Regions from separate parts of the Ovis aries genome. Here region 1 is linked to region 2. Evidence: chromatin contacts called from public Hi-C data. All regions are on one chromosome and are shown on one strand. The core of a region is the stretch at or near the end of the contact, and the rest is flanking DNA. Distances in the headings are between cores, read along the strand shown.

Region 1 (6,852 bases), core at 693-3,192, 140 kb before region 2:
TAAAAAAAAAAAATGGTATCTGAGAAAAGTCTGATAAAAGTGAGTATATAAGCCATATGAAATGCAGAGGAAAGTTTTTTTTTTTATTAGAGTATAGTTGCTGTACAATGTTCTGTTAGTTTCTTCTGTACAGCAAAGTGAGTCAGCCACACGCATACATACAATCCCCTCTTCCTTGGATTTCCTTTCCATTAAGGTCACCACAGAGCATTGAGTCGAGTTCCCTGTGCTATACAGTAGGTTCTCACTGGTTATCCATTTTATACACTATTATGTATATAACAGTCTCTCAGTCCATCCCACCCACCCCCTTGGTAGCCAGATGTCTGTTTTCTACGTCCAGAAGGTGATACTTGCGCAGGTTAAGTCCTTGCCTTCTGGCACAGGGAGTTTTATGGAAAGCCCACCATGAGACAGACAAAACAACATAACGTCACAAGTAGACAAGACGTGCACAAGGGGATTGTGTCCCTTGTCCATCATGAACACCTAATGTAGCAAATGAAAGGCAAAGAGCTAGTTACAGAAGTGAATGAAAAGGAAATTAAGCTATTAGAATATACTGAATTCATGCTGGAAACCACCACTACTGCGTAAGGATGATTTTGGTCATCCTCACTTTGTAATTCTCCCAGGATAAGAGTGTGTCTCCAGTGAACAGACAATGACTCACTGGTTAAATTCTGGTGCGGATCAGTTTACGAGAGCAGAGTTTATCCCCCTCCCCCTCCCCCAGGTGATGTTGGACTTGCCTTATAGTGAAATATTAGCTGGCAGGACACAGAGGCGCAAGTGTGTTTGTCTGTTCTGACTTGGCCTCCTGAACTGGCCACCCTATGCCAGGAGAGGAGCCTGCCTCAAGTAGATGTTGTCCTTTCATCCTGGGTCCAGATATTCCATCAAGTGGAGCAGACCTGCCTTAGACCCTGAGGCTGGAGTCCAGCCTAGCTCAGCCAGCCCAGATGAGCCCACCTGGGATCAGACCAAGGCTGACCTGCAGACCTATGAACAAGAAAAATAAATGTATGTTGGTTCTACACACATTTGAGGTGGTTTGGTGGTGGTGGTGTAGTTGCCAAGTTGTGTCTGACTCTTGCGACCTCATGGACTGTAACCTGCCAGGCTCCTCTGTCCATGGGATTTACCAGGCAAGAATACTGGAGTGGGTTATCATTTCCTTCTCCAGGGGATCTTCCCCACCCAGGGATCAAACTGACGTCTCCGGAACTGCAAATGAATTTTTACCGCTGAACCACCAAGGAAGCCCACAGCATAGCAAAACCCAAGTAGGCCAAAAGCAAAGCGGGTTTGGTTTTGTTTTTGTATCAAGTTAAAAATCAACCCTGGAACTTCTCTGTCGATCCAAGGAAGACTTCGCCTCCCAATGCAGTGGTGTGCAGGTTCGATCCCTGGTAGGGGAGCTAAGATCCCAACATGCTTTGCCTAGCTGAAAAGGCAAAATACAAAACAGAAGCAATGTTGTAACAGATTCAACAAAGAATTTGAAACCAACCAACTCTTCGTTTTCCTTTTGTGGATCATCCACAGAAGGCAAATAATAAGGCCACGGCTGACCTCCTCCTAGCCCCCAGCACATTTCTAGGGCATCTCCCAGCATGCGAGTTGCATAATGTGAAAGCGCGGCAGCCTCATTCTCACATTAGCCTCAGAGAAAGTAAATTAGGACTGTTACCCTGCTCCTGCATCCCTCCCCCACTTAAGTCGCGGTGATGCTCAAACTAAACCAGAAAATCCAGCCCTTTGTTATCAGAAGGCACAGGCCTCTGCCTCTCCTTTCAGAAACGAGGGTGTGTGTGGCGGGGGTGGGGGGGGGGGGTGGTGTGTGGGGGGTGGTGTTTTCAAGGGTCTCCAGCGTTGGAGATCCTGTCCCCAACAGCTCTTAGCCATAATTTTCCGAGTTCATGATGCCTGCGTCCTTTTATGAAAGGAATGTTCCCAGGAGGAAGCCAGCAGGGTCAACGCCACAACGTCCTACGGCCTGGATTACACAGACCTCGTTTTCCTTCACCTGAAGTTACGGAGAAGTTTCTTTCCGGTCTTTTTTTAGGCCTCTCTGTGTTTTCCCTCCCCTGCCCGCGTCTCCCTTGCTCGCTCGGCTTTTCTTCGGTTTCTTCCCCAGCGCCCGAGGACCTCGTCACCGCAGCTCAGAACCTCCGCGCCATTTCGGACGCTGTCCTCCAGGTGGCAGTAGAGAGCCGCTCACTGCCCAGCAGCTTACGTCACCTTGTTTACTCGGCTCCCGGTCATTTTTAGATCTAAGATCACAGGACGTTAATTGGGCCAATGATTTCCCATTCGTTTTGGCAAAAGGCCCTTCTTGTGGGCGTAGGGACAAGGATGATGTCCTTCTTGACAGTGAGATTTTTGCTGCGGGGAGTATTTATTTGTAAACACTCGGCACTTCATCTTTAGAACATAGGAAAGCAGCGCAGCACGTGGGTCTGTGCTATGGGCTTGTTTCTGGGTCACTGTAGTTTTGGAGCCGAACAAGGGTGATGTTAACTAGGGACAGAGTCGAGGCATCGCCAGAGCCAGCTGAGAGCCCTCAGAGTCTGCCTTTTTACTTCCCTTTCCTCCTTATAAAATAACTCAGCAGGAAAGCATTTGGACTTTGGAACTTGGAGAAATAAGGAAAACGGCTGATTTGGGCAGTCTGGATCCTGATACATAGTGGGGAGACGCCTTGAAGCTCAGGGAGGGGTTGGGAGGGTCCTACTCCAGTGGCCCTCACCCTGAAATTGCATCTGAATGTCTCATCGTTATAAATCACACATTTCACAGCCTGAAATTTTTCATCCCATAAAAAGCACCATTTATTATTCCTTGTTTATGATTCTGCTACCCAGGTACTGGTCAGGAAGGGTGAAGAACAGGGGAGCTGAATGGCCTAGCTCACTCTCCTGTCCGAGTTCTGTGCAGGTTTTGCTTCAGAAGCCCTAGGATTTCTGCTCTTTTGTTACCAGCTTTGGTGGGTAGAGGATGGAAGGAGCTGAGAGTTTGTGACTGTTTAAGAAGTAAAATAAACAGAATTCCTTAATCCCTTACAAGAGGAGGGTGGACACATTTTATGCTAAGGGAAAGAAAGCAAATCTATAGATTAATGTTAAAAATAAATGAGCCTCCAAATTTAAGTGTCTTTTTTTCCCAGTCCACCTCCCATCTGACCCTTTTACATGCTCCTGCTGCGGCTACATAAGAACCAGCTGCCAGAGAGGGCAAAGTCCCTCTCCCTCAAGCAATGTGCAATCCAGCAGAGTAATCACGCTGGCCTGGAGAAATAGATGGCTTTCATGAAGGCAGGAAGGGAAGGAAAATACACTTCGATTCCAGTCAATGACCGTTTCTTGAGCTGTGTCAACAACTCAGGCAACATAGGTTATAAAGACGTGAAAAGATATGGTTCCTGCCACTGTAGAAAACTTTTGTCTAGTAAAGTTTACAGTCATCGGGAGTTTTTGTTTGTTTCTTTCTTTTTGAAAGCACATAATGAAAGAAGGGTTGAAAGAGACTGAACAACAGAAAGGGAGAATGCCAGGTAAATGACTTGGAAAAGCATTCCTCCACTTTGGCATCTCCTTAAGAGTGGTGCTTCCCTCGTGGCTCAGACAGTAAAGAATCTGCCTGCAATGCAGGAGATTTGCGTTCTATCCCTAGTTTGGGAAGATCCCTTGGAGAAGGGAATGACCAGCCACTCCAGTATCCTTGCCCAGAGAATTCCATGGACAGAGGAACCTGCAGTCCATGGAATTGCAAAGAGTCAGACCTGACTTACCAACTGAACAACAACAACAACATCTTGAGGATACTAATGCATAGAGAGATAAAGTACTGAGTTGGCCAAAAAGGTCATTTGGGTTTTTCCATTAGATGGTACAGGAAAACCCAAAAGAACTTTTTGGCCAATGCAACAATTTGCCCAGAGTCATGAAGTCAGTCAGCTGGCCCTTGAACCCAGGCAGCATTACTCCAGATCCATTTTCTCTACCATCTCCCTAGTGTGCTAGAAACTTGTTTGCCCTTTTAGGTCACCTTCCACCGTTCTCCACCCTGCTCGGTGCTGCAGACCCTATCAATTAGCTCCCTTACCCTTAGGATTCTGGTTGGGATGAGCCAGTGGGTATCCCAGCATGAGAGCAGAGGGAGGGGGAAGCACCACCAGTGGCTGTGTCCTCCGATGATTGGTCAGAGCTCTGGTCAGGTGGCTGTGTCCTCCGATGATTGGTCAGAGCTCTGGTCAGGTGGCTGTGTCCTCCGATGATTGGTCAGAGCTCTAGTCAGGTGGCTGTGTCCTCCAATGATTGGTCAGAGCTCTAGTCAGGTGGCTGTGTCCTCCGATGATTGGTCAGAGCTCTGGTCATGTGGCTGTGTCCTCCGATGATTGGTCAGAGCTCTGGTCAGGTGGCTCCAAGCACAGGGGGCACTTTCTCCAGCTTCTGGTGACGGTACCTCTCCTCCCCACTTCAGGCCTAGGGGTAGTCAAGTGGCTGTTACTTTTTGCGCTACCACTGTGGTTTCCCTACATCCTGCCCACACCTTTGTAAATAGTCCCTTTATTCAGCTCTCCTCAAATTACCCGATTTGAGTTGCCATCTGTTTCCTGCCCAGGTCTGGCCTGATATAAATAGGAAGGCAGGAAAGCAACCACTCAGAGGACCCCATTCTTTGGTGCGCAGCATTCCTCAGGGTATAGGATAGTTGCAGATGAATCAAGATGACCTGTCGTTATTTTTTTAAGATGAGCTGTCTTTTGAAGGACTTAAATGTTTGAGTATGTGTGTGTGTATGTCCAAACACTGCAGAGGGAGGTTACCCCCCAAAAGTTAGGGTCTCTTGAGTCAAAACAGGTCACAGGTGGTTATTTTGGTTTAAGGAATTCTAGGCCTTCTGGGAGAAGAGCTAAAGGGAGGAAGGAGAATGGGGGGAAAGTTAAGGGGGAGGGCTCCCATTGCCACATTGCTTGGGTTCAAGTCCCAGCTCCTCCTCTTACCAGATGTGTGACCTCTGGCAGATCATTTAACATTTCCATACCTCAGTTTCCCTGTGTATAAGTTGGATTGGTAATATTAAGGAACTGGATAATTGTAGTATCTGGCCCACTTTAAGGGTTATATTGGTGTGTGTGTGTGTGTGTGTGTGTGTGTGTGTGTGTGTGTGTGCGCGCATGCGCTAAGTCGCTTCAGTTGTGTCTGACTCTATGCGACCCTATGGACTGTAGCCCACCAGGCTCCTCTGTCCATAGACTTTTCTAGGCAAGAATACTGGAGTGGGTTGCATTTCCTCCTCCAGGGGATCTTTCTGACCCAGGGATCATACCCATGTTTCTCACATCTCCTGCACGGGCAAGCAGGTTCTTTACCACTAGCACCACCTGGGCAGCCCATATATTTAACTGTTAGTTGCTCAGTCATGTTCAACACTTTGTGACTCCATGGACTGTAGCCAGCCAGGGTCCTCTATCTATGAGATTTCCCAGGCAAGCGTACTGGAGTGGGTAGCCATTCCCTTCTCTAGGAGATCTTTCCAACCCAAGGATCAAACCCAGGTCTCCTGCATCACAGGCAGAGTTCTTTACTATCTGAGCCACCAGGAAGCTCAAAAATAACATTTTTGACCTTTGAGAAATGCGGGGCAAATTCATCTGCCCCAGCCCTTGAGGATGCTGCCCTGGGAAATCAGGAAGTGAGCTGTGAAGCAATTGCCACGGTTTGGATCCTGGGAGCAGTATGGAATGCAAAAGGAGGCAAAGAGCATGGAATCCTTTCAGTCTCTTGGCTCTGTCCAGGATTCGGCTGCTACTTAAGGGCACATGCAGCAGATGGCCATCAGAAGACCCGAGTAAATAAAGTGACTAGAAAGATCTCACTCTGAGAGAATGAAAGACTGCTTTCTTCTCTCCTTCCTTCCTAGAGTCTTCCCTTCTGTAAATATCACTTCTTTCTCCTGCATCACCAATTTCTCTGTCTCTAAAGGACTGCTCCCATCAACATGTAAAGATGCTCTAATATCTCCTATCTGAAACTCTCCTTTGATTTCATATCTGATTCCATTTCTCTGATCCCATTTACAGCAAAACTTCAAAGAGTTGTCTGTTGATACTGCTTCCCCTCCTCTTCTGTCTTCAGCACAATCCATTGGCATTTCTCTCTCCCTCCCACTTCTCCCAGACTCCTCTCATGGGCATCCAGTTAGCTCCACTTCAGATAATGGCCACCTTTCTGTTGCTCTTGGCCCCTAAGCCACATTTGGCCCAGTGGGATGACACGCTTCATGTCAACATATCTTCCTGCCTTGGCTTTCACAGGTCTCCCCTGGATCTCCTCTTTCCTCTTCAAACTTGTTAGCATGCCATGGTTGCAAGAGTGCTGCCTGAGAGCCCTCAAGGTGTGTGGTATACAGGGATTAACTCATTTATTGGCTCTTCACAATGCCTCGGGTGAAGAAACATCCATCTTCAGTAACCATTAGATCAATCCAATCACCACAGTTGGTTGTTTCAGGCAGATTTTATTCCTAAAGCTGGAAGGATGGTTGTTGGCTAGACAATCAGCCAATTACCTGCTTCACTGTTTGTTTAGCAACATCCAAAAAAAAAAAATTGTCCACATTCTATTATGAGCAGGCTGTGGAGGTACTCATAGCATGGTTTTATGTCAACCACCATGAACTTAGAACCTAAATCCTAGAGCCCTTGACTCACAGAAAGGAGGTGTTCAGGAAAAGGCAAGGCTGAGGTGCCTGGGCCAGGTTCATTCACGGCCAGGAAGCAGCAGTCTTGGAAGTAGAGCTTGCCAAGGAGGTGAGGGAGCTCCCCGAGCTTCAAGCTGGCACTCA
Region 2 (6,474 bases), core at 3,842-6,341:
GACTTGTTGTTGTGGCAAAGGCATCTATACACAATTGTGACTTGATTAAAATTTTCAGCATTGGCAGTACCTGTATTTTTTGGTTTGCTTTGGCCACTTGGCTTGTGGGATCTCAGTTTCCTGAGCAGGGATTGAACCCTGAGCCCAGGCATTGAAAGCCTGGAATCCTGATACTCAGCCATCTGGGAACTCCCGGCAATAGCTGTCTTATGCCTGGTTATGTAGCAGTTTCATTTAAAAAAAAAAAAAAAAGAGTGAGAGCGTGATTGTATATTAGACACACAAGAGATCAAGAGCTGCATAAAATACTGGAAGGTATAACAGAAGCCTTAAAACTAAGTAAAGTTTTGTAATTTAGCTATGAGCTTACTAGCAGCTAAGACAGAAACTGAAGTAAGAGTTGTATATTTCTTATTCTGTAGTAGTAAAAGAAGCGTTTTCTAGCCATAAAACCTAGAAGGAATTTACGTGTGACTCTGTGTAAATATGACATGGTGGATAATATCTTACTTTTATAGGAGATAATTCCGTAGAGATGCCTTTATCATCCCCAATTAGAAAACCAAAGACTAGTATAAAATACAATCTTGTTAAGAATTCCTGTGGAACACTAAAGTTTAATTTACATTTGCAATATTATGTGAATCTTATTTCGATAGAGTAATAGAGAGGAGAATCCCAACTAACAGGTAGTTAGCAACTTCCTTTAATGTCTTTAAAATATTCAGTAATTTCAAGTGGGCTTTTGACAGCATCTATATAGCAGTCAATTAAAATTTGAGTTATCTGACCAGAACCTAAAATATGTAAGTATTCTGTGACTCTGATTGAAGAAGGTTTCAGGACAAAACTAACCTTTGGTTATGTGATGTAAAGATTTTGACTGACTGACTCTGTCTAGATCAGAGCCACTCTATTTCCTCACCATGTAAGTTGCTGTGAAAGATACAAGCATAGCCAGGAAGTTTCTCTAAAGGTCCCTGGGTCTATGGAAACACTCAGGTTTTGTTGAAGTATCTATTACTTTTCCATAGGATGGGAAGAGACACCTTCAAAAAGAGAAAATAAAAGGGCTGGTGTTTCCAGCTTTTTTCTTGATGGTATCTCTAAGTACTCTGCTGTTCATTCGTTTGTTTGTTTTTAAAGCATGTTCTATCGTTTTTGCTTCTCTGGATGAGTTAAGTACAGAAATACTGATGGTTGTCAGTGATCAAGTAGTAAGTTGTTCTAAAATTGTCTATCTCCTTGGACTCTATGTGGAGAAATTGTGACGTGCGGCTTTTTGAGACAAAAGCAAGCATGTTTTTTTTTCGCCTAACTGGGAACTGAAAACAGTGTTTTCCCCGATTATTTAAAACAAAAAGTTTGTTTATTGAAAACAAGGCCAGACAATATAGGATGTACATGTATATTTTAAGGTGATACAGAAGATGTAAAGGAACACTTGAAAATTTTGCCACTGACCTAAGTGGGCTATTGTCTTAGTTGTGGTATTTATTTTTTTCATCTTTTTTGCCTGCCTTGAATGTGTATATTTTTATAAAAAGGAATTCATTATACTTGTTATTCTGCAGTCTGCTTTTTAATTCAAAGGTATATTGTAGAGAGATCTCCATGTCTGTATCTATCGATCAAAATCATTTTTCATGGTTGTGTAGCAGAATGACACGTAGTTTTGAGGGGATAGCCAGAAATCTATTATGTCTATAATTTAGAGTAAGGAGAGAAGTTTGTATTCTGGATAAACAGCACAGTCTCTTTCCTATAAAGGATATTAGTTTTCAGGAATTCGGACCCAACCATTTTGAATGGAGTTTAAATCATTCTGGTGGTGTATCTTCCTCTGATGGTTTTTATTGGTTTAAAGTGATTAAATATTTCTGTTGATGGTGTTAAACGATTCTAGGCAGAATCTCAGAATCTTAGAAATGACAAATAATAGTGAAGAGGGACAAGGGGTTGGAACGCCACATCTCTATTGAATTTAGTTGAATGAAGTTGACCATCTAGTGCCTTTGAATGAAGTTACATTTATATTGAAATCAATTTTGAGATGCCTAGCTAGCTCTTTTGTGTTGAAATGGAATAGAGGTGAATTTTTTGAATCACCACATGCGACTTATGGAATTAAAGCTCTTACCCATTCCTGTTTTTCTGACTCCATAATACTGTCCTTCCACTACTTTATATTGTAAAGCCACCAGTTAGCAATATTTAAAACACTAGGATTAAAATAGAACCTATGATTGCTTTCAATTTAGTCTGAAAGATTGAATCTAAATTTTAAAATCCATGGAAGGTGTGTTGGCCAGTGCTTGCCCTGAGCAAATTGCTCAGTAGGTATTAGCTGATTTTTTGTGTGTGGGTGGTGGAATAAATTTTAAAACATTTTTTAAAATTAATTTTTTATTGGAGTATAGTTGATTTACAGTGTTGTGTTAGTTTCTGTTGTACAACAAAGTGAATCTAGTGACCTGTTTTATATATAGTAGTGTGTATATAGAGAAGGCGATAGCACCCTACTCCAGTACTCTTGCCTGGAGAATCCCATGGACGGAGGAGCCTGCTGCGCTGCAGTCCATGGGGTCGAGAAGAGTCAGACATGACTGAGCGACTTCACTTTCACTTTTCACTTTCATGCATTGGAGAAGGAAATGGCAATCCACTCCAGTGTTCTTGCCTGGAGAATCCCAGGGATGGGGGAGCCTGGTGGGCTGCCGTCTATGGGGTTGCATAGAGTTGGACATGACTGAAGTGACTTAGTAGCAGCAGCAGCAGTGTGTACATGTCAATCCCAGTCTCCCAGTTTATCCCTCCCCCCTTCCTTTAACAAGCTCTAAGTTTGTTTTCTACATCTGTGGCTCAATTTCTGTTTTGTGAATAGATTCATTTGTACTTTTTTTTTTTTTTTTTTTTAGATTCCACATGTAAGCAATCATTGATATGTCTTTCTGTCTGACTGACTGCACTTAGTATGAAATAAGTATACTCTAGGTCCAGGTGTTAGCTGCTTTAGGAGAAAGTGTGAATGGAGTAGGTTGAATTTTTAACTAGATGCTTTTAAGATTTTTTTTTTCTGATACTAGATTTAAGTTAAGTGTTGGGAATTTCTTGATGATCCACTGGTTATGACTTGGTATTTTCATTGTCGGGGCCTGGGTTTGATTCCTGGTCAGGGAACTTAAGATCCTGCAAGCCTTGGGGCTCAGCTAACACGTTAAACATTTGTCATTCCCTAATAGTTTACAAGGATTTTTATATGTTAACTCACGAAATGTTGGGATATTATGATAACCATCATAATCACAATAGTATCAATAAATTTCTTTTTATGAGCCAGATGCTATTTTAAGCACTTTTTACACATTTTAATTTATTTAATTTTCACAACAACCGTAACAGGTAGCTAGAATTATTGTTGTTATTGATGGTCATTTATCAGAATTGCTATTCAGCAGTATGAAGCTACAAGAGTTGGATGATTCTGGTCAGGTATTACCCTATTCAGATAATTAACTCTAGGGGGAAATGGTCCCTAAGGAAGCAGCTTTTCCATTTTATTGCCAGTGCTAGTAGCATTTCTGGTATTTATGCTAATTTCCAGGTGCATAGAATGAAAGTGAAAGTGTCAGTCTTTCAGTTGTGTCTGACTCTTTGTGACACGTGGACTGTGGCCCACCAGGCTCCTCTGTCTATGGGATTCTCCAGGTAAAGAATACTGGAGTGGGTTGCCATTCTCTTTTCCAGGGAATCTTCCCAACCCAGGGATCAAACCCAGGTCTCCTACATTGAAGGCAGATTGTTTACTGTCTGAGCCACCAGGGAAGCCCGTGGAATAGAATATGTAATAGCTGTTTGCATGGCCTTTAAGAACTTTATAGATCACATTCATTTTATTTATCCTCATAGTAACCTTCTGAGGGGAACAAAGTAAAAATTTGTATTTCCAATTTGTAAGTAAGGAAATGGAGGTTTGTCATAAAAGACTTTTTTAAAAAAGAGAAGCTATAAGTCAGATATTTGAGTTTTGAAGCAGAGTCTAGAATTTAAGCTTTCTGAGTTAAGTTTTGCATGTATGTTACCAAAGTTTCCCACTAGATTTGATGAAAAAAATTTTTCCAAGGGAAACTTTTAAGACCTTCCTTTCCTTTTTTCAGTAATTACAAAATTAAAAAAAATTTAAACAAAATGATATTTGAAGTGAAGTTATTAATCTTTATGTCTCTTTGTCAGTCTCATTAACTTTAGGTAGCCACTGTTTACAGTTAGCTGTATATTCTTCCAAATAATTCTCTGTGTTTATTCATAAAAATAGAAGTGTGAAAAGTAGGATCATGTATACATGTTACTCTGCTAGCTCTTTGTTTTTCTTAATCATAAAAGTCAATATTTGTTCAAGTTTTTAAAAAATATAATTTTATTTCCTGTAATCAATCTATATACCACCTGTTAGAAGCTTATTTATTTTAAAGCATGAGATATAATGCCTGATAATTGGATTATGTTGAGGGGAAATTAATAACATTTTCCAAAGGCAATATCAATCTAAATCACTGATAAAACGTGGAAAAATGTACTGCTGTACCCCTTAGAATAGTTGTTTAACCCTAAACTCAGGAGCTTTTTGATTACAGTTTTCAGAAAATATAATCATAAATAATGCAAAAGTAGACATAGATAGTATTAGAGTGGAGTGTGGCTGGGTTTTTTGAAGTATGGAAGATAAGGATGTAAAAATACAGTATATGTAATGTAGAAATTGCGAAACTTTGTTGATGTCTGAATATCTCAGTAAGTTTTTTTGTAGTGCTACTTAACCATATTAATATCTAACAGTATAAGTATTAAGTGGTTAGATCCAAACTTAAATGAGTATACAAGTAATATTTAACAAAATATTACACATACATGGAAAAACATTTATTCCATTCTTTTAAAAACGATAGTTACATAGTATGATACGTGTGCACCTGGTGGACATGGCACAACTTCTCAAGCCTTGGAATCATTGGATAGTGCCACCCTTGGAGGACTTGACTTTAATCACAGTAACTCCTAGAACCTCTGCTTTGGGAAAAGAGAATGTCACTGAGAGGACTATAGCGCTATCTAATGTTAAAAGTGTGAACTACCTCAAACTAGTTTGGAGTGTTCACAGATACTGAATATTGCTATGTCCTTCCCTGCCTCATTTAGAATATCTCTGAGGACATTTGGCATCCTGGGGCTTTTTGGTACCCTGTTTAGAACCGCAGTTTCAGTATTAGAACATAGGCTCTTTGGAAACAGACAGCTTGGTTTTGAGTTGTGCTCTGCTGCTTGGTGCAAAGCATGGGTTTCTTCATTTTATAAAATAGAGATAGTAATATCTTCTTCATGGAGTTGCTGAGACTATAGCTTTTGGCAAGTGCATGAACAGTATCTGGTTTACAGTCCTCAATAAATTTTAGTTCTGTTGATGACAGTTATGAAACGAAGAGGTAAATTTGTGCAAAGGGAAATATAGTTTCAAGAGAAGGGAATGGTGGGAGAATTGAGTGTTTCAGAAAGGAAGTAATGATAGCCTTCATCTTTCATGGGTAAGTGGAAATTTGGGCTATTCCTTAAAATTGGCTGTTTTGAGCGCTGTGTAAATGTAATAACTACAGTGAGTGGCAGATTTTAAAAAATTGGTTTAAAGAATTACAACTTTGTAGTGTAAGATTCTGTTCACAGCCCATTTCATATGCTGTGTTCAGGACTTGATCCAGAAGGCTTCAGAAGCATGCAACATTCAGCTTTAAAACTAACAGCATCAGATTATTTTCTGATTAATTGTAGATACTTACGGCAGTGCCACTGGTTAGTTTGATCTGTTGTTCAGTCACTTAGTCATGTCTGTTCTTTGCAGCTCTGTGAACTGCAGCACGCCAAGCTTTTGACCCATAACTATCTATTATCTAGTTCTGATTTCTTTAAGTGCTGCTGCTGTGCTGTTGTCAAAATTAAAAAATGAGAAGATGCTGAAGTCATCAGTTTTTAAACATCTGGCTGATTGCTTTACTTGTTCAAGTTGATTTTTGCATATTTCATTTGTGGACTTTACAAAAAAATATATACTGAATATGCAAGGATGATTTATCTCTAGAAAACTAAAGAGTCATAAAGGGAACGCTCTTTTTCAATTGCTATATAAATTGTTATAAATTAATATGTAAAAATTAATGAAATACACCCATACTTTGTATTTAGGGGAAGATCATCTTTATGTATGGAGAAGGCAATGGCACCCCACTCCAGTACTCTTGCCTGAAAAATTCCATGGACGGAGGAGCCTGGCAGGCTGCAGTCCATGGGGTCGCGAAGAGTCGAACACGACTGAGTGACTTCACTTTCATTTTTCACTTTCATACATTGGAGGAAGAAATGGCAACCCACTCCAGTGTTCTTGCCTGGAGAATCCCAGGGACTGGGGAGCCTGGTGGGCTGCTGTCT

What was found. A called contact is a pair of places that touch in the nucleus more often than the background predicts.
Region 1: a Hi-C map of hypothalamus shows a contact between it and region 2, with 4 times the contacts expected there. The contact joins two enhancer-like sites. A contact is called at or near these places in 7 of 16 Hi-C or Micro-C datasets (blood, hypothalamus, liver and 3 more).

Annotation. Positions count from the first base shown.
Region 1 is chr3:80,229,616-80,236,467 of ARS-UI_Ramb_v3.0, reverse strand. No RefSeq gene overlaps it. Among named protein-coding and RNA genes, the nearest start is that of LRPPRC, 72 kb to the left of the region's middle. Within about 2 kb of position 1,942, at least 31 of the 54 cell types and tissues checked have an H3K27ac peak or open chromatin away from gene starts, as enhancers often do. A contact at or near this core is called in hypothalamus, where this site is marked.
Region 2 is chr3:80,088,883-80,095,356 of ARS-UI_Ramb_v3.0, reverse strand. The region is part of intron 1 of PPM1B (protein phosphatase, Mg2+/Mn2+ dependent 1B); the gene reads left to right. Among named protein-coding and RNA genes, the nearest start is that of SLC3A1, 56 kb to the right of the region's middle. Within about 2 kb of position 5,091, at least 7 of the 54 cell types and tissues checked have an H3K27ac peak or open chromatin away from gene starts, as enhancers often do. A contact at or near this core is called in hypothalamus, where this site is marked.